Linked DNA regions of Sus scrofa: region 1 is linked to region 2. Evidence: chromatin contacts called from public HiChIP or PLAC-seq data. All regions are on one chromosome and are shown on one strand. Each heading gives the region's core, a stretch centred on a gene start, on an enhancer-like site or on the middle of the called end of the contact. The rest is flanking DNA. Distances are from core to core; before and after follow the strand shown. Region 1 holds the start of CYSLTR2 (cysteinyl leukotriene receptor 2). Region 2 holds the start of CDADC1 (cytidine and dCMP deaminase domain-containing protein 1).

The links. HiChIP or PLAC-seq counts read pairs in DNA pulled down with a chosen protein or histone mark.
Region 1: a contact with region 2 is called in an H3K27ac HiChIP or PLAC-seq map of alveolar macrophages. The contact joins the promoter of CYSLTR2 here to the promoter of CDADC1 in region 2.

The regions. Positions count from the first base shown.
Region 1 is chr11:19,009,560-19,012,545 of Sscrofa11.1, reverse strand. It overlaps CYSLTR2 (cysteinyl leukotriene receptor 2), which reads left to right and starts at 1,531. Exons shown (of 3, transcript NM_214130.2): 1 at 1,531-1,616.
Region 2 is chr11:18,516,425-18,519,730 of Sscrofa11.1, reverse strand. It overlaps CDADC1 (cytidine and dCMP deaminase domain-containing protein 1), which reads left to right and starts at 1,594. Exons shown (of 10, transcript XM_003357836.4): 1 at 1,594-1,807; 2 at 2,541-2,638. The coding sequence starts at 1,726.

The DNA of each region.
Region 1 (2,986 bases), core at 282-2,781, 490 kb before region 2:
AGTCTTTCACCTCCATGGTATTTTATTCTTTTCGATGCTACTGTAAATGAAATTTCCTTTTGTCTTTTTTTTTTTTTTTTTGTCTTTTTAGGTCCGCACCCACGGCACATGGAGGTTCCCAGGCTAGGGGTCTCATCAGAGCTATAGCCGCCGGCCACAGCCACAGCCACACCAGATCCGAGCTTCGTCTGCGACCTACACCACAGCTTAAGGCAACGCTGGATCCTTGTCCCACTGAGTGGGGCCAGGGATTGAGCCTGCAACCTCATGGTTCCCACTCAGATTCGTTTCCACTGCACCAAGACAGGAACTCCAAAATTTCCTTTTTGGGTTGTTCATTGTTAGCATATAGAAATGCAACTGCTTTTTGTGCCACTTTGTTGAATTCATTTATTAGTTCTAACAGAGGTATGTGTGTGTGTGTGTGTGTGTGTGTGCGCACACACACACGCACACACAACCTGCCTTTCTACATATAGGATTATATCATCTGTGAACAGACATAATTTTACTTCTTTCTTCCCAACTGGAATGCCTTTTATTTCTTGCCTAATGTTACTGCAGCGAGTCAAGCCATGCTGAGGATTTTATTGGGGATGGGGAAGGGGAGAAATGATTAGACTTGGGACATAATTGGCAGGTAGAACAAATGGAATTGCTGACTTGGATGTCAGCTGTGGGAGGAGAGAAAGAAGCTAAGAATGATCTCTAGGGTTAGAGTCAGATTGACTGAATCTTTGTGATGCCACTTGATTAGATGGGGTAATGGGGGAGTGTGCACTTGGGAGGGAAGAGAACAGCTCTGTTTCAGCCTTATTAATTTTGGCTCTGGATGTGGATAATAAAGACAAAAGCAAGAGAATGTGCTGAGAAGACATCAGAAGACAGACTTTGGGGGCAGGCTCACACTTAGAAAAAGAGGAATCAGAAAGGGAAGTAGAGGGAACAATACAAGGGATAGAATAAGAACCAACGAAGTTAGAGAAACAAGGAGGAGAAAGTTATAAGCAACTGGCAGTGGTTAACTGTGCCACACAAATTGAGGAAGGAAGATGAGGACCGAGAAAGGACCTTTTACGTGAGCAACGAGGATGCCATTGATAACTTCTGACAGCATTTTCAGCAGAAAAGGTAAGGCTTCCGCTCATGTGCAAGTAAGCTGAAAAAGCAAGTGGGTGATGGGAATTGCTCTAAATAGTTCTGGAGTTCTGTACTTATAAGGTGGTGTTGATATTAGCATTGCCATGGAAACAAAAACATTTAGGAGAACTAAAAGCAGCTTAAAACCCCAACTCTAGCCTGTCATAGCCCCTTGATCTGTTGTGAATAATGCTAATGAAACAGTCATTAGAGGGCAGAGCTAAGTCAGGTTTCTGTCTTCAGATGTCGCCTTCTTGAGAAGGAAGGAAGCAGCAGCACTCACACTAAAGTTCTGTAAAGCGCAGACAACTTGCTGACCAGAGTTCCTTATTCTCTTGCTATTGGCTGACACTGCTCATAAAGTATAATTTGCTGTTTCATTTTTCTCTTAAACAAGCAAGCTGGATTACTTGGAGGAGGAAGATAGCAGAGACAGGAAGACAAAATCTAAGGCAGCTGAAAGAAGGGAAACTCAGGTGAGCGTTTTTATCTTTGTTAAGTCATTGTTAACAATCAGGCTCTGCTTATTGCTTCACAGAAGAATAATTTTTGAAAAGCAAGTTTTATATTGTTCTACTATAAACTTTTTCCTACCATATACATGGTAGTTCGAAAAATATTGGGAAAGTCCAAAAATAAAAAAAAAAAATGGAAGGAAGCAAAAGCCACCACTGAGGTAGTATCTAATGGGTATTTTGGGGGTGTTTCTTTCCATTCCTTATTATGTGTCTGCGTGTGATTTTAGCTGATTTTCATAGTTATGTTCGAAAACATGGATAAGTTTATATTTCTTTTTTCGGTTAAAGCATACATTTTTCCACATTGCTGTAAATGCTTCATAATTATAATTAAAAATTGCTGCATAAATTGCACTGAAGAGATTTACTATACTTAAGCATTCCCCTGTTTGGGTCACTGTACCATCTTTCCTAGTTTTCATAGACTGGGTCATTTGATTATGTAAGATATATTTTTTTCCAGTCAGGGTCTTATTCTTTGAGGAGAGGAGGTTAAATTTGAGAATGTAAGTTTCACTAAATTTACCGAAGGGAAGGCGTGTGTGAGAACATGTGCTTATAATCTGCTTATTACCCCCCTTGCAGCCACAATCGGCAGTTCCCAATTCTGGCTATACATTGTCAGAATCACCTGATTCTGGGCAGATTAGAAAATTACCTTTAGAATGATTGAAACTTAACTTGTGGTGATGAGTCAGTCATCTGCAGTTGGTTTTTCATTTTTTTTTTCAACTTTCAAGAATTTCCCAGGTTGTTCTAATGAGTGGCAAGCTTAAAACTGTTCTAGGTTATCTGAAATGCCTTCCTATCTCTGACCCATACCCGAAAAGTAATACATTTTACAGGAAAGGGAGATACCCTATTAGGCAAGCCACCTAAGTCTTCCTTTCAATACTATATAAATAATGCAAGAGTCATCTGAGGAAAACATAAGACTTCTAGAAATTTCTATCATCACCTCAACCCCATAAACTCTTGAGACAAGGGTCTACTTGAGCGTTTCAATTTACTAATGCTTTAAAGTGATGAGTTTGTTTCCAGCGCATTAGTGGTTAGAAATGAGAGAGGTAGAGCCTCCAGAATGATCTAAAAGCATCAAAATCAAGCACAGCATCTCTTAGTGTTCTGCCAAGGTAGCCTGACTTCATTTCATTTGCAAACTTTTCAAGGGTCCAAACACAAAAAGGGCATTTTAATAGCTGGCCACTGCTACTAAATTGTATGAATAGGTATAAATTTCATTAATATTAAAAGGCACAGCAAAGACTGATTGGATTAAATTGGGAAGCAGCAGGTGGATGACCCTGGCTTTCCAGGAGCAGAGACTT
Region 2 (3,306 bases), core at 345-2,844:
CCTAGTCTGGGAACCTCCATGTGCCTCCTTGGCCCTAAAAAAGCCAAGGAAAAAAAGTGAAAAAGCAAGTGACAAATGGGGAGAAGATATTAACTACATACATACCCAACCAAGAAGGACTACCCAGGATGTATAAAGAATGCTTATGGGAGTTCCCGCTGTGATGAAATAGGGTGGGCGGTGTCTCTGTAGAGCTAGGACACAGGTTCGATATCCAATGGGTGCAGTGGGTTAAAGGTCCCAGCGCTGCCACCATGTAGGTCACAACTGTGGCTTGGATCTGGTCCCTGGCCCTGGGACAACCGAAAAAAAAAAAAAAAAAAAAAAGAAAGAAAGAAAGAAATGCTTACAAAATGAGTAAGAAATAGAACTACCAAAATAGAGAAATGGTTAATGGGTATTTCATAGAGAGGAAACAATCAACCCAAGAAGAAATCAGGGGACATTATAGCCATGAGAAACCATTTTATGCCAGCCAGGTAGGCAAACAATCTCTCTGGAAAACTTTTCAGCTTTAGCTGGGAAACCTGACAACCCAAGAATCCTATTCCTTAGTCCCTAAAGAAACTCTTCTACATGAACATAAGGAGACATAACAAAAATGTTTTTGGTTTTTTTGTTTTTTTGGGTTTTTTTTTTTTGTCTTTTTGCTATTTCTTGGGCCGCTCCCACGACAACAAAAATGTTTTAATCAGCATTGTCTGTAACAGCAAAAAGATGGAGAGAGTGCAAATGTCTTCTGACTCAAATATGGATAAGTAAATGGTGATCTATAGCTACAATGAATACTATTATAGTGAAAATTAATGAACCATAATCATACTCATCAACACTTTAGATTCTCTCTTGAGTCTACCACAAGATGATGTACTTTTTAACGTTGGCTTTTGCTTTCATAGTCTTTGAGCAGTTTTTCTGTCTTGCTATATTTAAGTATACCAAGTTGTGATAACAGCACAAGTTGGTGATGGAAACCAGGCTCTGAGTCACTAGGGGAAGGAAGGGCTTCATTTTGAGTCCCGTCTAGGACAATTACAAAATAATAAAAAGAAATTGCACTGGACACAAATCCACAATGCCACGTTCTTCTCAGATTTTCCAGGGGCCACTTCCTCCTACCCCCGTATTGTGCAATTCCCCACAATTACGGTTCCAACTCTCAGTTCCTCATGTGTTTAATAAGAAGCACAGCGTCCCTATGGTGGTCCCCGGCACTAAATTCCCTAGGACAGGTCGCTCTCAGAGGATAGCAATCTGGACCGCCCAGCTCACCCCTCTTCGCCCTCAAATTCTCTCAGACCACAGATGGGGCAGGTTCCCATTTCAATTCTCCTTCGCTCTCTGACCCAAACTCTCAGGCGCGCGCTGCCCTCATCAGCCTGTCAGAGCCTGCGCAACCTGGGACTTCGAGCCAAGACATCCTCAAGCAACCATACTTCAGCAAAACAACAGAGTCAAATACAAGCCTGCAACGACTTACTGCACAGCGTCTCCTATCTACCCGGTCGCCGGGAAAGGAGCGGCGCGGCGCCACGGCGGCCACGCTTCCTCGTGACGTCACACAAGGCGCCCGGAAATGGCGGCCGGGCTCCTACGTCATTGGGCTGCGCCGGGGTGGCGGTTGCTGTACAGTTGCTGGGAGGGGACGAGAGGTGGAGTAGCTGGGGCAAAGATCATGCCGAATAGCGAGAGGTTTCCTGGACAGCAGAGACAGCTAGGCTGGGGATGAAAGAAGCAGGGCAGATGCAAAATCTGGAGAGCGCGGAGGCTGGGCGGTCAGTCAGCACCCAGACTGGCAGCATGACCGGTGAGTGCCTCGAACCTTGTTCCCGCCCCCCAGCCTTTCGCTCTCCTCTGTGCGTCTCCCGCGGTTTCACTTCCAGTCCCCGCTTGCCCTTCTATTCCAGTGTGTCCTATCTCCGCCCTGGGCGCGTCTCTCTCTCAGTCACCGGGATTCCTTGGCCCCGCTGCACAGGATTTTGAAGTTGCGCTCACTGCCCCCCTTTACTCTTCCTCCAGGATCTGGAGGTGGGATCTACGGGGATCGACGAGCCTGAAAATTCCCCCAACCTTGTTTTTGACTTGGTATCAAAATTAACCGCACGGGACACTTTCCTGTATTTCAACTGCTTTACCTTCAAAGGTCACCGTATTTTTAGTTCTGTGTTCTAACTGCGGCCCTTGTTGCAACGTCTCATCACAATCCAAAGTAAAACTTGCTCCACGATGACATCAGATGCTAGGAATTTTCATAACTTCTTTTGGATTGTTTCCATAGCTACCTTGATGAGTTATACTATTTTTTTTTTTCTGCCGGGTGACAGGGTCCAACTTTTGAAAGCGCCACAGGAGATTGCTGGCAAGGCGGTTGATACCAGTCTCCTGCTAAGAAAGCACTTTGATTTTCCAGTACACAAATCCTTTTTCTCTGCCTCCTGTTAAAACAGCTGAACTAGGACTTCAGCACCCAAGTAGCATTGAGCTTAGTTCTTATTTTCATCGTTGGTAAATCTTTAAGATGTTTGCCCTTTCTTTTGTAGGTGAAATACCAAGGCTTTCTAAAGTCAACCTTTTCACTCTGCTCAGTCTCTGGATGGAGCTCTTCCCAGTAGTCGAAACCCAAAGACAAAAATCTCAGGTACAATTTGTTTCCTTAGGTAATTTTTTCTTCTTAGAAAAGCAACGGTCTAGAATTTGATTTTATTGCTCCAGTTTCTGTTATACTTAAAAACAAACTCAACAAGCCTTCAAATTTGCAAAATACCTCTGTGGTTTAGTATGATACCTGTGGTTCATAGCTGTGATAGCTTCTGTTTCCAGTCTAAAAATGGAATAATTACCCTCTCAGACTGCCCTGTTCATCAGATATTGATAGCATTTTTATGTTGGTTTGGCTAAATAGATTGCTGTCTATACCACATAATTTATCACTCAATTGAATATGGTTGGTGTTTCATCTTGGTGGTTTTTTACCCTCTTCCACCAAACTAAATTGATGAAGAGAGAGACCATGTCTCATTTCACTTGGTATACCTCTTAGCATCTACTCTTATATCCATGAATGTTAATTGGTTTTGCTTCATGTAAGGAGTCTCTTTTTTGGATCTCAAAAAAGATGATCAAAACAGATTTGGAATGTAAAATAAGGCTCATCATAAAAGCCAGTGTATTGGAAGTATGTACATTGTACATCTTTTCTTTCTTCTGTTCTTGGAGCAGCAAGGTGCTCCACTCTCATCATTTTCCTACATGCTTGGAGTTAGGTTTCTTTTATACATGGAGCTTGTTTCTCACCGTTTTGGTTTA